2 separate regions of the Nothobranchius furzeri genome follow, and region 2 is linked to region 1. The links are chromatin contacts, called in public Micro-C maps. All regions are on one chromosome and are shown on one strand. Each heading gives the region's core, a stretch centred on a gene start, on an enhancer-like site or on the middle of the called end of the contact. The rest is flanking DNA. Distances are from core to core; before and after follow the strand shown. Region 1 overlaps furina (furin (paired basic amino acid cleaving enzyme) a). Region 2 holds the start of furina (furin (paired basic amino acid cleaving enzyme) a).

Region 1 (7,521 bases), core at 1,403-3,902:
GAACTGTTCAGGCGTGAGAGAACACCAGTGGGCAGAACAAAGCAGTTTTTGACCCTGACAATTATGAATGGGAAGTAATGTCCTCTAAACGCCACCAGGGATGAAAATGTGGGAAAATGAATGGAAGCAACTCTGGTTAAAATTATTCATTTCTCTCTCTTTTTTTCACAAAACATTTTGTTTAGCTGAAGGGCAACTCTTTCAAGTTATTTTATCCACCATATTTATTTTATTCTAGGTGCTTTCTAAAAATTCCAGTTAAGCATTTATGGCAGCTTTTAATTATAAACATTTCCAATCAAAGGCCTGTCTATATGCAGGTACAGTCAGAGATTTTATAGATGAATTTTTTAAATAGTCGTCGGCTTCTGACAGCATGACAGTCTGAATATTAAAGAAGAAAGGAAGCAGAGTGCCACGTCAACAGTTCTGCTGTCGATGGCTGCATTTTTGATTTGGCACAACAGGACCACATGAGAAATGTGCAAATCAACAGATTAAAGATCCAGATTACACCCCTAACTGTCACATCTGCTCCTCCTTAAAAGCACTTGATCGGAAGAGCGCCGGCGCTTGTAGAGCTGCAGGATTCGAGGCTTGTGCCATAAAGTTGATTGGAACCGCTGACGCTGACTACTAAGATAATTGGCACGGTGACAGCGCTGTCGGATAGTGGTTGGGTGGTGCGTCGCTGGAATTGATCAGTGCACAGAGAGAGATGGTGCCACTCAATACACTAAAGCAGCTCTTAGATGGAAATTATTGCACTTCAAAAGCTGACGGGCTGGATGATTTATTACAACGAGCTGTTGTCATTTTGATCCTTTTCGTTTTGCTCTGCTGTCATGTAATATTTAGCTCTTTGCAATTTACTGAGTGACCACCCAGGCCTCTGTGATGTATGCTGGGTTTTAATGGGGCCTTTCTGAAAGGAACCCTGGAATGAATTTGCCCCTTTATAATTGGGATTCCTATTAAAGATTGAATGAGATTTTGTTCTTGTCTGTATCCTGTTGCTCTGTGCCATAATTAAATGAAAGGAAGTGTGTTGGCCTCCCCCCCGTTTGTGTCAACGTGCTTCTCTCTCTCTCTCCAGGGTCGTGGCGGTTTGGGCTCCATCTTTGTGTGGGCTTCTGGTAATGGAGGAAGAGAGAAAGACAGCTGTAACTGCGACGGCTACACCAACAGCATTTACACCCTGTCCATCAGCAGCACCACACAAAACGGCAACGTCCCTTGGTACAGCGAGGCTTGCTCCTCCACCCTCGCCACCACCTACAGCTCGGGGGGCCTTAATGAGAAACAGATAGTGAGTTGTGGCTGTGTGCCGTGTCCTCTCTGTCTTTGTCTGCCTTTTCTTGTTTCACTCACACAAAGCTCTGGCTTTCACCGGGAGTTTCACCCTTCATGTCTGTGCTCAGTCAGAGATGGCTTCAGTATGTTTCTGGATGGTTTAGTGGAGCTGCAGCCTTTAAAACCATCCAAGTCTGCAAGTTGAACACGTTTTATTTCAGTTTATATGTAAATGAAGCAAAAAGATTTTAGTACATTTTATAGCCAGTTTGATGCAGCTTATTATTCTAAAACAATTTAATCACAAGAATAAAACTACAAAAATTAGATGAATTGAAGTTAAGAATCTGATGGAGTTATTAGGTCAAGAATACATGCATCCTGTTCATGGGTGAGGAAAAGTGGCTCCTTAGACATCCTCTAAGAGGTGATTGTGAAGCAAAACCGTTTAGAGGGAAAAGTTCAAAGGAGAGTTTGTTGCTCCTCCACATTTAAAGGAGACTTTTAAGGAGGTTCATTAAAAATGCCTCCTGGATGCCTCTCTAGTTTGGAGTGTCTGATTTGTCTGACAGGAAGCACACCAGACAGATTGTATCTGTTGACTGGATTGGTAATGCCTCAGTGATCCCTACAGAAAAGCAGGAGGCGGCTGGAGAAGGTTGACTCTGCCAGGCTGAATCAGTGGACGAATGAGCAAGTTTAGGTTAAATGATCTAAACAGTTAAAAGATGTGCTTACATTTTATTTTTGAACCCAAAAAGATTTATTTTCAATGTTTTACAAACTGAAACAAATGTTGACTGAATCCCATCATGACTTTTCTCCAGTCTCTACAATTTAAGCTGTTTTGGGTCATTAAAATGATTATGAAAAGGGAACGGCTGGAGCTCCATCTAACAAATCTGTTGCTGCTTAACATTCCCGTCACAAGCGCTAAATCTTTCCTTTACGCACGCACGCACGTGCACACACATACACACACAGCGTAGCAGCACAACAGGCAGTTTATGACATCTCTGTGACGTATGGCTGGACCTTTAATTGCCTCTGTGATGTACTCGTTTAATTAGGATGTCACTCGTGAAGCCGAGATCGACAAGTAAGAGAAGAACATCTCAATGTCTTTACTCATAAAATTTGTTCAGTCGAATTGTTTAAACATAGAAAAATGCTCCTGATGGTCCTTAAATCTAATAATCATTTAAAAGATCCTTCTCTACCGTAGGTTCTGCACTAGTTAACATTTCAGATCTTTAGTACTTTTTTGCTGCATCGTAATGCAGTGTTGCACGCCGACCTGATCTTCTAGATGGTTCAGTTGGACTGTAATGTTTTTCACAAGGCAGAGTTTGGAATTGGTTTTCATTGCACAAATCTTCTGGCTCTGCACCAACTTGCCTCTCATTCATGCAGCAGGAGAGATTCACATCTGTGAGCTGCCCTGTGAAACCAAAGCCTGCTGCTGTGGATCATTTAGGAGTTTCCTCCTGAAGCCATTCTGTCTTTAAAAAATATTGTTGTCAAAAAGATGATGTGATTTCTTTTACTGGATTTTCTTAACCCAGCGGGTGATTTCTGCATTTTGCAAGTTAACAAATGAGAGAATGAAAGACAATTAGGGGTTTTGCTAGTAAAACGACCGGTTTGGGACATCAGTGCTATTTTTTATAGAACCCTTCTGTAAGTTTTTGATGAATATAGAAAGGAATAAAGTTGGACTAAAGCTCTGTGTGCTGATCTTCCTTAGGTGACTACAGACCTCAAATCTAAATGCACGGACACCCACACGGGCACATCAGCCTCAGCCCCGCTGGCTGCTGGGATCATCGCTCTCGCCCTTGAAGCAAAGTAAGAGCTTATCACCGTTTTTCGGCCTTGCATTGCTCTTCAGCTGCACTGCCTCATTTTCTTGTCTACTTATTTACATCAGTGTTATTCGGTAAATCCAGATAACTGCTGGAAAACATGTAAAAAAAACCTCATTAGGCCTTGCAGTTAATATTTTGTAAAAATAAATAAATAAAAGATTAAATATTCAGAATTCAGAGCCGGTTGAATTAATGTGTACCTGTTATCAGCACATAGATTTAAAACGGTATTTGTTTTTAGATTGTAATATATTCAAACATTTTTGTTGCACTTGTAATGGTCATAAATTGCTGGTTTTCACAGTGACTTAGCTCGATTATTCCACTTTTTCAGCATAATGTTCTTCAACCTCTTCGCCTCATATTCAGATTGTGCTTTTATAAAGAACTCTGAGCACTAATCATTCTTATCTGGTCACACGGCACTAATGGAGAGACAAAAAAAAGAAGAGATGTAACATGGCCCTGAAAATGAGTAATTAGTTCTGCAGCAGAGACAAAACGTTTGCAATTAGGACTGAGTTTGATGTAGGAAGTTTAAAGTAAAGATGCTTCATAGAATATATTTTCTTTAATAAATTCTCAAGGAAGTCATAATGAATAGAGTTTGTATGGAGTTGGTGACTGATGGGCTGTTTTTTATTCTTCATTGCTGCAATAGAAGTTCCTGGTTAGAAGTTCTCTGCTCTAAACGTTTCACCAAAGGGCAGAAATGAACATGAAACATGTGCTGACTAAAGGTTTAATGAACGCAGGGAAGGATTAGACTAAAACGTCATTGTTTTAATTATCTGTCCACCTGTAGGTTAAAACTGCAGCACGTATTGTCAAAGGCACCTCTTTGATCTGTTTTAGTGGCTCAGCTTGATTCACAACCCTGATCCTTACCATGTGTGTGTTTCGTTTTATGTGACTGTGTGTGTTTTTCTGTTTCTGTGTTTGCACGTTCCAGTAAAAACCTTACCTGGAGGGACATGCAACATCTGGTTGTACGAACTTCTCGTCCTGCTCACCTGCTCACAATTGACTGGAAAACCAATGGTGTTGGACGCAAAGGCACGACAAATTTTCCAAATTTATTTTTTGTTGGGTTTTTTTCTGCTCTCTCCAGGAAGCGATTATGAACTAAATAGTTTATACCAAACAAGAGGTGCTGTCTTTAGGAAGTTTGAGTCAAGCCTGTAAATAGAAAGCCGACGCTCCATTAGCAGACCGACTTTCATGTTTCTTTTTCTTTTGTTTCTGCAGTTAGTCATTCGTATGGATATGGTCTGCTTGATGCCAGTGCAATCGTATCACTGGCAAGTACATGGACCAACGTGGGGCCACAGAGGAAATATGTTATCCCCATGCTCAGTGAGCCAAGGTCAGTACGAGACTGGAGCCTTTATCTTCCGTATGTGAATTCACACACCGGTCAATTTTTTGCAATAACTTGTGATGTTCTACACAAAGCCTGGTGTTAGTTTGATTCCCTCGTGCTGCCTTGCTGAAGAAGGTCTAGAAAACATCAGAGTTCATGTTCAAAAAGCTACACAGTCACACTGAGAAGTGACTATTATGCATAAACATGTAGTTTCATCCAGTTAGTGTGGTCTGTAGGAATGGTATCAAGCATGGCCTGATTTTAGTGTGATGTTACTGCTTCATCAGCCTGCTGGTGTCTGTTAAAACACCTGCCGTTACTTTACTGTAAGCCTCACCTCTCAGCCATTTTCTCCCTCCTTGTTCTGTTGTCAGAGTCGAAAGTGTGTCTGACGTCTCCTCTTCATTATGCACTCCCTGTCACTTGTCTCCCTGGGTTTGAGGTTTGTCTCTTTTACTGCAGCTTCCAGACGCTCGGAGCAGATGGCTCCAGCGTCTGGGAGCTGCAGTCAAGGCAGGTTATTCAATTTACATTTTTGGATTTTAGCTGGTCTGATAATGAAGAGTGACTTGTTAAAGGTGAGCAGGAGGGTTTTTTTTTTATTGTTGCCTCCCCTTAAGAAGGGATCATCTAATTAACAGATCATACTGGCGATCAGTGCTAGAATCGTTTAAATGGCTGTTATTCATTGTTTGGCTCTCAGTTACAGTGATTTATTGTGAACACAGACATTCATTTGCATAATAGTAAAATAATAAATAAAGCTTAAAGTGATATCAATCGACTCATTTATGAATTTTAGAGTGACTGCAGCTGATCTGAAATTTATCATTAGGGCCAACTCTGCTTTTAGTTGGAAAAATTGATTCTGTCAAAACAAGAAGAGGGAGAGGATCTCCTGTGATCATTTATCTAACAGAATAAACAGCACACACACACACACACACACACACACACACACACACACACACACACACACACACACACACACACACACACACACACACACACACACACACACACACACACAGACACAGACACAGACACACACACACACACACACACACACACACAAAACGTTATAAGCCAGATTTCTTACCTTCTGAATGTGACGGGCGTGCACTTTATTATCATGAAAATTAAACTTACGTTGCACAAATTATCGTTGCAAACAAAAAAAACATGTAGAGAAATATTTTCCTTTCTTTATGAATCCACTTTAACTTACCAGGCTCACAGTAAATCATTTATTTAGGCTTTAGGTGAAATAAACCTGAATATACATCACGGGTAATTTGGCCTCGTTTAAGGTTGATGCTGCACCGTTGGGGAAAGAGAAATCTGTGCAGTTATTTTATTAATGAAAACATAGATTTTTGGCTCCAGAGCATTTTAGCTTCATAAAGTAGGTTTATGGATTGGAACCTAAAATGTGAACAAACGCTCGGTTTTTCCTCTTCCGTCAGCTACATAGTGTGTCTCTGCTGCCTAATACAACTCATCACTGGTCATCTGTAATGGCATAGTGTTTCTACTTCCATCATGGTTGTACAGCTGATCCGCACGCCGCTCATCAACGGTGTAATTACTCTCTGTGGCAGAAGAGGGAGACAGAAGTTCAGTTGGTGTATACATGACACAAATGCATCTTTAGATTATAAATGTTCACAGCAGGAATCTGTAGTCTAATCAGCCCGATTCACAGAAAAAGAAAGAAAATAGTCAAATAAATTATAACATTAAAATGAATATTTTGGGAGCAGTCTGATAAATGGATGCTCATTCCTTTCCTTGTTGGTGTTGAACAGATCTGCTGGAGATCTCTGCGCTATTTTTCTGAGCGTTTTCTAAACCGTTCCCACATCTACAACAGCGTGCCACGTTTTCCTCCCTCCATTTTTTAAATCCCAGTTTCATGCACCACATTGACCCAGACAAACCAACCCCAGCAGCATGTTATATACATTTCCGTTTCCTTCTCAGTGGCACCACCAATTACCATGAAAATATATGTGGCGCAAACGTTCAATGGAGACATCAGTTTGGATTTTTATGTCAAGTTGAGAAGTCGGTTTTATGTCAAAATAATTAAAGTAAGTCTTCTAGATGACTTATTGTGTTTGAGGCTGCTTCATGGGTCAGAAGTGTTTTCTATAGGTGTTCCTGCAACACCATAGCGGTTTGAACTAAATCTGGACTAGCTGAAGCCGCCTGGTTTTGGGATTTAAGCACATCTGTGTAACTAAACCTCCACGCCGTCCTTCGTCTTGGAATTGTTCTGGATGTGTGTAATCTGCTAAGAGGATTTGAGGTGAAGTAAAGAAAGGCTGGCTGATTTACTCGTCCAGGATCAGCGGAGCCACAGGTTGTGAAGCGCTAATCCATGTCTGCGTTAGAAACTCTCCACCTTTAGAAGACTCCCGCTGTGGCCCGGAGCAAAATGTCACACAGTTTCCTGACTTTATCCACCAAATTGGAAACAAAATCCTATTTCAGCAGACTGATGAAGGATGTTTTACAGGAACATCGGCAGCGGTTTAATTATCAATAAGACTGTGGATGCCTGCACCGGGTCAGACAGTTGTGTGACTTCACTAGAGCACGTCCAGGCCCGGCTCACCCTGACCTACAACCGGAGGGGGAACCTAGCCATCCACCTCATAAGTCCTGCCGGCACACGCTCCACCCTCCTCCACCCTCGGTATAAACACTACACGAACGAGCTCATGGGCGCCGCATGTTAGTTAGGTGTCTTTACACTCTAGCTTGTTTTGTCTCCTGCAGGCCTCACGACTACTCCTCAGAGGGGTTCAATGACTGGGCCTTCATGACCACCCACTCCTGGGACGAGAACCCCAACGGGGTGTGGACGCTGGTGATCGAGAACGTAGCTACAACCAGTGACTACGGTAAAGCACCTTGTACTCTGCGTTTGTTCATTTTTATTCAGCCTTCTGTTTTATATGAAGGTAAAAATGTAAATCATGAGTCCAG
Region 2 (7,761 bases), core at 119-2,618, 71 kb before region 1:
ATGAAAGTAACAAATTTATTTTCCTTACTATGTATGAAATAATTTCTAATTAAAACAAAGCAGCTATTTCACGTTATTACTCTACATCAGTGGATCCTGCCAGGGATGATGGGCTTCAAGAAAATAAATCACAAGTAAAGATTTTTTTTAAATGAATTTATTCAAAATAAAAAATGGGCCCACTGTCAGTCATGGATCATAGAATCATCATGCCCCCCATTAGAAGACCCCCACTCAATGCCTTAAAAATAAATAAATAAATAAATAAATAAATAAATTTATAGTTTTTTTTCTGCATCAGTGTTGCTCTACCTTGATCCTGTCAAAATTAAATGTTCATTTCCTGAAACGGATAGCAACAGAGAAAAAAACGTCACCTGATTTGAATCTGACGAAAATGACATCTTTCTCAGTACATCTCACTACATCTCATTACATCTTACATCTTCCCAAACTGCAAAGGTTGGTCAAAACATGAACTTGAAATGGTTATCCATGCTTTTATCTCCTCTCGTCTAGATTACTGTAACACACTCTTCACATGTTTTAACAAAAAAGCCCTTGATCACCTTCTGTCGGTCCAGAACTCTGCAGCGAGGCTCCTAACTGGAGCAAACAGCAGAGCACACATCACTCCTATTCTAATGTCTCTGCACTGGTTACCCGTTAACTTTAGAGTTCATTTTAGAATCCTGACTATAACATGGTCAAGCTCATCCCTATATTACTGAACTATTAAAGACTTATGCTCCAACCCGAGCCCAAATGACCACACACCAAAACCTTCTAGAAGTTCCAAAGACCAGAAATAAAAGTCGAGGGGATGCTCCTTCCAGACTGTTGCACCTCAGCTTTGGAATGATCTTCCTTTATCCTTATGTAGTCTGGACACCTTTAAAAAACTGCTTTACCTAAACCTTTATTTTGTTATTTTCAACTCAAATTTGTAATTTTCCATCTGTTTATGAAATTTTATAATTTGATGACTTTATTTTTTCTGATGTTAATCTATTTCTGTTTAGATATCATTATGATTTTATGACTTTGTTTTAATTTGTTTTTATTTATGTGAAGCACATTGTGAGCACATTATGATTCTATGTCTGTGATAAGTGCAATATAAATTAAATGTACTTACTTACCTACATTTTTGTTGTAAAAAGGAATATTCTCGCCCCCTAGTGGCGTTGTGAAATTTCAGTATTTGTTAAAATAATGTTAACATATTAGGGACAGAGAAAAAGTCCCTTGGAAAACAAGTTTTAAAATGTCCAAACGAATTATTTCCAAAATCTGTATTTGATGTGAGAACGATTAAATGTTAGAACGGCCTGCCATACCTGTCTCCACTTTGTCCACGGCCGTGACGTGTTTCCTGGGGCTTGTACTGACCACTCAGCGGTACACCGGAGGGGTATCATGAGTGTTTATCACCAGCAGTTGTCTTTAAGACATTCTTCAGTCGCTCCATCGTGTCGTCCTTGTCGGTTTTAACACCGTAACACGAGACAACAACAAGTAGGGCCGAGCAGGATGTAAAGGGAAGCTGGTAAGTTCAGCCGCTGATATAAGTTTACCGTCTGCTTTAGCTAGTATTTTGACTTGTTCTGGTCTTCCGAGTTGACCCAGCTCGCCGCTCTAGAACCACCGAAAACCCCGACACAGTCATGAGGCTTATGTCGCCTTATTTAGCCACGTCTTGTCAGTCTGTGTTCTCCCGGAGTGGAAACCACTCACGAGCTAACGTTCGGTTTCTGTGGTTGTTCCTGCGGAGCGGAGACAGGAAAGGGAAAAAAGCTCCCGACCGGGGCTGTGTGTAACAGAATCCGATCGGTTCTGGCTCGGAATCTCCGTCAGAGGTTGGATGAAAGGAGGGGACGAACCTAGGGGAGGCACCTGTGAGACTAACAAAGCAGGTCGGCGTCAAGTTTGCGTTAATCTGTACGCGGCGGTACAGTTTCAGACATATCACTCAAGCGGAGGAGTCGTCATCGCATCAGCTCCAGCCGCAGTTCCGAGCCAAACTATGACTTCGTGTTGTTGCCACGGACTCTGCGAGTGAACGAGGTGAGTCAACCGGCCATCATCATCATCAGCTGGAGCCCCCACAACCCTCCAACTTCAGCTCATAAACATAAATATATCTGGCGTTCAGAGGCCTGACAGAGAAGTTCTGCTCTTCCTCTCGTGCTTGTTTCTGCTCCTGACTGACGTTTAGTGCTCCGAACCTCGCGAGGATCGTAGGAAACGTTTGTTTTGAGCGTGAATGTTAAATATTAACCCATCGGTGATTCTACATGAAAACATTTCAGACCTTTGGTCTGACGGTGAACAGCTGTTACCTGAATACTTGCAGCAAATGTAGCAAAATCATATAAATATACAGACAAAACATAAAAATATCGTTACACAATTGGTTTCCCTGATCCTGCGTTTTTGTAAAAATAAACATTTTCTCACATAAACTATCCCCCCCCCCCCCACACACACACACACACACACAATTTAGGGCATTTATTTACAGAAAATATGCCAGTAAAATAAAAATTCAATGCAAATAAAACAACTTTCATGCGTCTGACTTAGTTTTAAGGCTTGTGGTCATCCGTCTTCCTTTGGATCACAAATGCAGCCATCTTTTAGATTTAATTCATAATATTCACTCCGACCACAGAGGCACTAATGTCATATTTGTTGTTTTTGATTTTTACCTCGTTGGTTCAGCAACAGGGTTATCTGGTGAAAACTGGTTATCATAGTGAAACTCCAGTGGCATGTAAAGGCATGTTTGTGCTTCAATAAATGTTTCCTGGAACGAGGGCTGTGGACAGTATCCCAGCATTCCCAAATAAATTCCATTAGAAAAATGGAAGAACTGAGGCCTTTCCCACAAACGGCTACTTGTAGTCTTTGAGTTATTGTTGGTTGCCCCAGGATTTAAAACGGTTCTTGAAAAAGTGCAAAATTCAGTGGAAAGTATTACTGGAGTGTTCTTGCGATGCTTTAATGTTGAAACGTCTGACGGGATTTTGAGGAAGTATTTATGACAACTGCAGAGCAAATGTATCTGGAAATTATGTGATCAGACGTGATGTGTGAGAGCTGACGCTTCTGCCATTAGGGCTAATTATTTACAGAAAATGACTTTGCTGACAAATGATGGCTCAAATGTCACAAAAATCTTCGTTTCATAGCGGAGAGAACCAATGATCGACTTGTTCAAGCATTCAAACAACTGGGAGTACAAATCACGGATTTCATTTGTTACATGTTGAATAGATGCTTTAATATTTACATTTTTAGATTTTAAAATCGATAGATCCATCCTCTAAAGATGCTCACTGTGTTTTTATCGAGTTTTTCCTTTCTCTTTAATGTGTGCTAACAGGTGCGTTCCCCTAACTCCCACAGTGCCACCCTTTAAAAGGAATTCAATCCAAGGCGGGCGTTATCAAAGTCTTTATTTAGAAATGTTTCCCTGGAAAAATTAGAGCTACTGTGAGGCTTCTTCTAAGTGTTGTGACTGTTGTGGTGAAAGCTGTGTGTGCCCTCCGTAGGTTTCCGTCGGTGCCGGCTTAAACTTCCTGCTGGTTTGGGCTGCTGTCATTAATGATGCCTCGTTTCTGGTTGTAATTTAGATTCTGATCTGTAGCCTCACACGCTGTTGGAGACAGGACACCAGTGTGTCTTTAATTTCCTCTATCAGTGTTTTTGTAATGCTGACTTGCCATAAGAGAATTAAGATATGGCTTTTTTTCCCCAGTCTCCAAACTGTTTCTGTAAACAAAGCACTGATTTAGACACATCTAGCAAAGAGCGGAAATGCAATTTGTGTGAAATACTTGATATATTCATAAATTATTAATGCCTTGTCACTTCTGTCCCCTGATACACTCACAGCTTATTATCTCTAAAGACCTCTCAAGGGTATTTGCCTACCTAGAAAAGAGTTCACATGTGTCACGACAGGAGACCCGGCTGTAATTGCACTCTCAAAAAATGTAACTCGAGGTCATTCTGGTTAAACACTTAAAAGTTAATTTTCTTATATGATTAGAATCTAAACCGTAAACTAACCAGATGTTTTCTACGTTGTACCGATGACTCCCATAATGAGGACACTATTATCCTTCAGGGTTTGATGATACTTGGCTAATTATAAAAGTTTTTAACCTCATTGCTGTGGTCCGACACATGGGAACGTTTACATTAGTGACCTTAAAAACGAAGCCCATCTCACTGATTAGCTTCCTCCTCCTGCGAGCCGTGCAGTAGTTGAATATTGACTCTTGTGGGTTCTTTGAGCTGCCGTTAAAGAAACTGAGTGGCTGAGCGATCTGATGAGGTCACAGCCGTCTGCCGTTAAAAGTCGCTGCGCATCTGAAAATCAAACAAACCTCTGGAACACTCACACTCTGTTTGCTTGTTGCGTCTAAGGACAAAGTTGAGTAAGTTTAACACACACATTTCTCTCTGGGTTCCTCTCTTTTTAACTTCTTTTTTTCCCCAAATGTGTCTATGATCTTAATTTTGGCTCATTTTGAACCTCATTAACACCAACACGATGTTGGTTTCATGTTGACAGAATGAAGATGAATTTTTTGAGTCTTTAATAACCTTTTCTTTTGTTTTTCTTAGTTTAGGCAGATTTATTTTGTGTGTTTTATTTCCGGAATAGGAATGACCCGATGAAAGGAGGTGCAGGTCGTTAAACGCTTTAAAACACGTCACTGACCCCTGGCTTTGTTCTGTTTGGCTACAAGTGATGTATAGTTCTTGTGTTATTTATAAGATGTCTCTTTTGTCTGCCTGTTTCTGAGCTCGCCAGTAATAGCTGAAATGGATTATCAGCTTGTCACACCAGCCAGGCCACATCTAGACCTGTTTGACGGCTCCTTGTTTCCACACGACCCGCTGCACCGAGTAGGCGTTAAAACGTAAACTTGTCTGATTGTTTAAAAACCTCAACAGGATGCGTCTGATGCTTGCCTAATTTATGAAGTGCTATGGTACTATTGCACACATGCAAATAATATTGTGATTATATGAGAATGACAACAGACGAATTTGTTGATCTGTTTTGTGTGTGAGGTCTGACGGCGAAGTTGATGAAGCTGTCGTGACCGTACGGATTGGCACGCAGGAACGCTCTTAAGACATTTATTGAAATTATCAGGTGAAAATCAGACCTCCATTATTGCATGTATTAATTAAAATAGTTATACAATCTTTCCTCACATTTGCAAGTCAAGTTGAACAACAACAGCAAGCCTAATGGAATGGTAGCTGTGGTTTTATGAAACCAAACATGTTGTCAGACTTTGCAGCGGATGTAAAAGTGACAAAATACCAAAAAGACTTTTTTTTAAAGAGCCCTACAAAATGACACCGGCTTCTCTAAGCACATCACTCCTGCACTGCAACCTGCTGTCCAGGGAAATCTAGAGGAGCTTGTTTGTTCACCCCGACTCCAACACAGTACACTCAGGAGTATGTCGCTATAAAACCTGGAAAAGATGAGCACCTCCAACTCATCATGGACTAGAATCAGCAGATTAGACACATAAACCTACACACAGCAAGAAACACACAATAGGAGCGCTGTACTGGATGTTCTCTAGTCCTCTGAGGGAGACCGTAGAGTTCGGATGGTCTGAATGGATGCTGCTGCTGCTGCTGCTGACAAAACAAGGGCTCTAAGGCTAAAGCATCAACAACAGCTTAAACAAGCTATTGTTTGTGCCTCTGAACAATTCAGAATCTCCATCCTCTTTATGATTTTAGATGTTTATTTGCAATGGGAAAATAAAATTTCTCGCAGCATTCTGAAATTATGACTGTCAACATTTTTCTGTGCTGCTCTTTATGCTCTGTCCTTGGTTGGTGCCATTCGGAGGCTGCCACTGCTGCCCGAGGCGTTCACCCTCAAGAGGCTGCTTCACGCTGCACAAAATAAAATCAGCTCGGCTGTTATCCTCAGCATCCAGGGTGTGGTGTAGTTTTCCAAACACACTTCTCCACCTCTGCTGCCAGCACTCTACCCAAGTGTTCTTCTGTAGTGAGCTTTATCGACTGCGTCCTCCCAGGAGAGCGCAGGGACCCAGATTTGCTGCTGTGTTTGACCATGACATCAGGTCGCGCCTTGACGGCATGCTCTGAGCTTCCTGTGGGATTATTAAACGCCTGTTGACGCCTGCTCGATCTCTCTTTAGGGGGAGACGAGCTGCTTTCTCAAACACATCAATTTAAATAAATGTATATTTGTTTCCTCGAGGTAGAATAGGGCTGGGCAATAAATCAAAAATTTATCGTTATCAAAATTTCTGACTCTTATCGAGAATTGTTCCCATGTCGACAAACTAGATAATAAAAACATTTAAAGGTGTGTGTAGATTGGCACCATTCATGTCCCTTTAAGAAGCTGTACCAACTTGAGTCGTGTAAAAATGTAACTCAAGTAATACACGTGACAGCTCCATCTAGTGGACAACTTTTCTGTACATACCTGTAGTTATCGAGGTGAAATCCTCAATAAATCATGATATTGGTTTTAGGCCATATCGCCCAGTGCTAGTGTAGAATTTAGTTATCATTTTTCCTAAAATAATATTTGTGCTTCAACATTTTCTTGTGATTTGTAAACAAAGAACAATATTGTTTTAAATGTAATTCTATAGATTGTGGTTACTGCAGTGTTGTAAATATTTAATCTTTTTTTATTATAGCTTTGTGCACCCTGAGTCATCTTTGATTGTCCAAAAACACCGACTTCCTGAAACTTGTGAACTAGTTTGTTTTAACGCTGTGTTTTTCCCCTTCTTTTCTTCTTGTCGTTTCCTCCTAAGTGAGCTGCGACTCCCCCCGTCTTCATCTCCCCGTGCACCTGCATGTGTTGTGAGCAGCTCCAGCCTGCTGGAGAGCTGCTTCACTTGGTGACTGTGTTGCGTTAGGAGAACCCATGGCTTCTGGACCTCCATCTCCCTCCTTAGGCCGCAGGCTTGGGCTGCTGGAGCTGCAAATCGGGGCTGTGCTGGTGTTGCTTGGTTTTGGGCTGGGATCGTCACTAGGTCAGAACGTCTACACCAACACGTGGGCCGTCCACATACCTGAAGGTCTGGAGGAAGCCGATCGAATTGCCAGTAAACACGGATTCATCAACCATGGACATGTGAGTAATCCACCTATTTAGTCCTTTTCTTTGTAGATAGAAACAGAAGCGCTTATTGGGGTTGAAACAAAGGTAACGTGGAAGTGAGACCAGTTTGGTTTTGCCTATGCAAAGAAGGAACTCACCTGAAACACCTGGTAAAGGAAGATAAACACGACATAGTGTGTCACCACTGTGGGGCTGTCGTTTTACTTAAAACTATCATTGTGCTCTTTTAAAACCCTCCTGAAATACTTATGAATGAATTTTCATTATTTATGTTCGTTGTGTTTGGACTTGCTCCCAGCTCCAGTTTGTTCTCTTTAGCCCACTTTTCAATCCAGACACAAAAAAACTCAACTTTCTTTTCAGTACATGAAATGAAAACCAGCGTTTCTTTTCTTTTTGTCCTTTTGTGTTTGCTCTGAAACCATAATACTCCAAAGTTTGGTTCCACCTCTTTACTGTTGTGAAACAGATCTGTTTCACAGGTGTGCCTCTGGTGGTATTATCTAGCTGTGGTTTTGCTTAGACCAGAATGTTCTTCTCTTGTGTGCCGATCACAACAACAGTGTTCCTTCCTCATTGTTTGGAGCATTTTGTCTTTTCTTTAT

Evidence for each region. Hi-C and Micro-C count contacts between places; a contact is called where the count stands out from the background.
Region 2: a Micro-C map of tail fin shows a contact between it and region 1, with 7 times the contacts expected there. The contact joins the promoter of furina here to the enhancer-like site in region 1. A contact is called at or near these places in 2 of 2 Hi-C or Micro-C datasets (skeletal muscle and tail fin).

What each region holds. Positions count from the first base shown.
Region 1 is chr9:57,844,107-57,851,627 of NfurGRZ-RIMD1, reverse strand. furina (furin (paired basic amino acid cleaving enzyme) a) reads left to right here. Exons shown (of 16, transcript XM_015952937.3): 9 at 1,097-1,309; 10 at 3,041-3,141; 11 at 4,114-4,217; 12 at 4,410-4,527; 13 at 7,049-7,228; 14 at 7,312-7,436. Among protein-coding and RNA genes, the nearest start is that of fes, 13 kb to the right of the region's middle. Within about 2 kb of position 2,652, at least 1 of the 3 cell types and tissues checked has an H3K27ac peak or open chromatin away from gene starts, as enhancers often do. A contact at or near this core is called in tail fin, where this site is marked.
Region 2 is chr9:57,913,655-57,921,415 of NfurGRZ-RIMD1, reverse strand. furina (furin (paired basic amino acid cleaving enzyme) a) reads left to right here and starts at 1,368. Exons shown (of 16, transcript XM_015952937.3): 1 at 1,368-1,549; 2 at 6,846-7,168. The coding sequence starts at 6,959.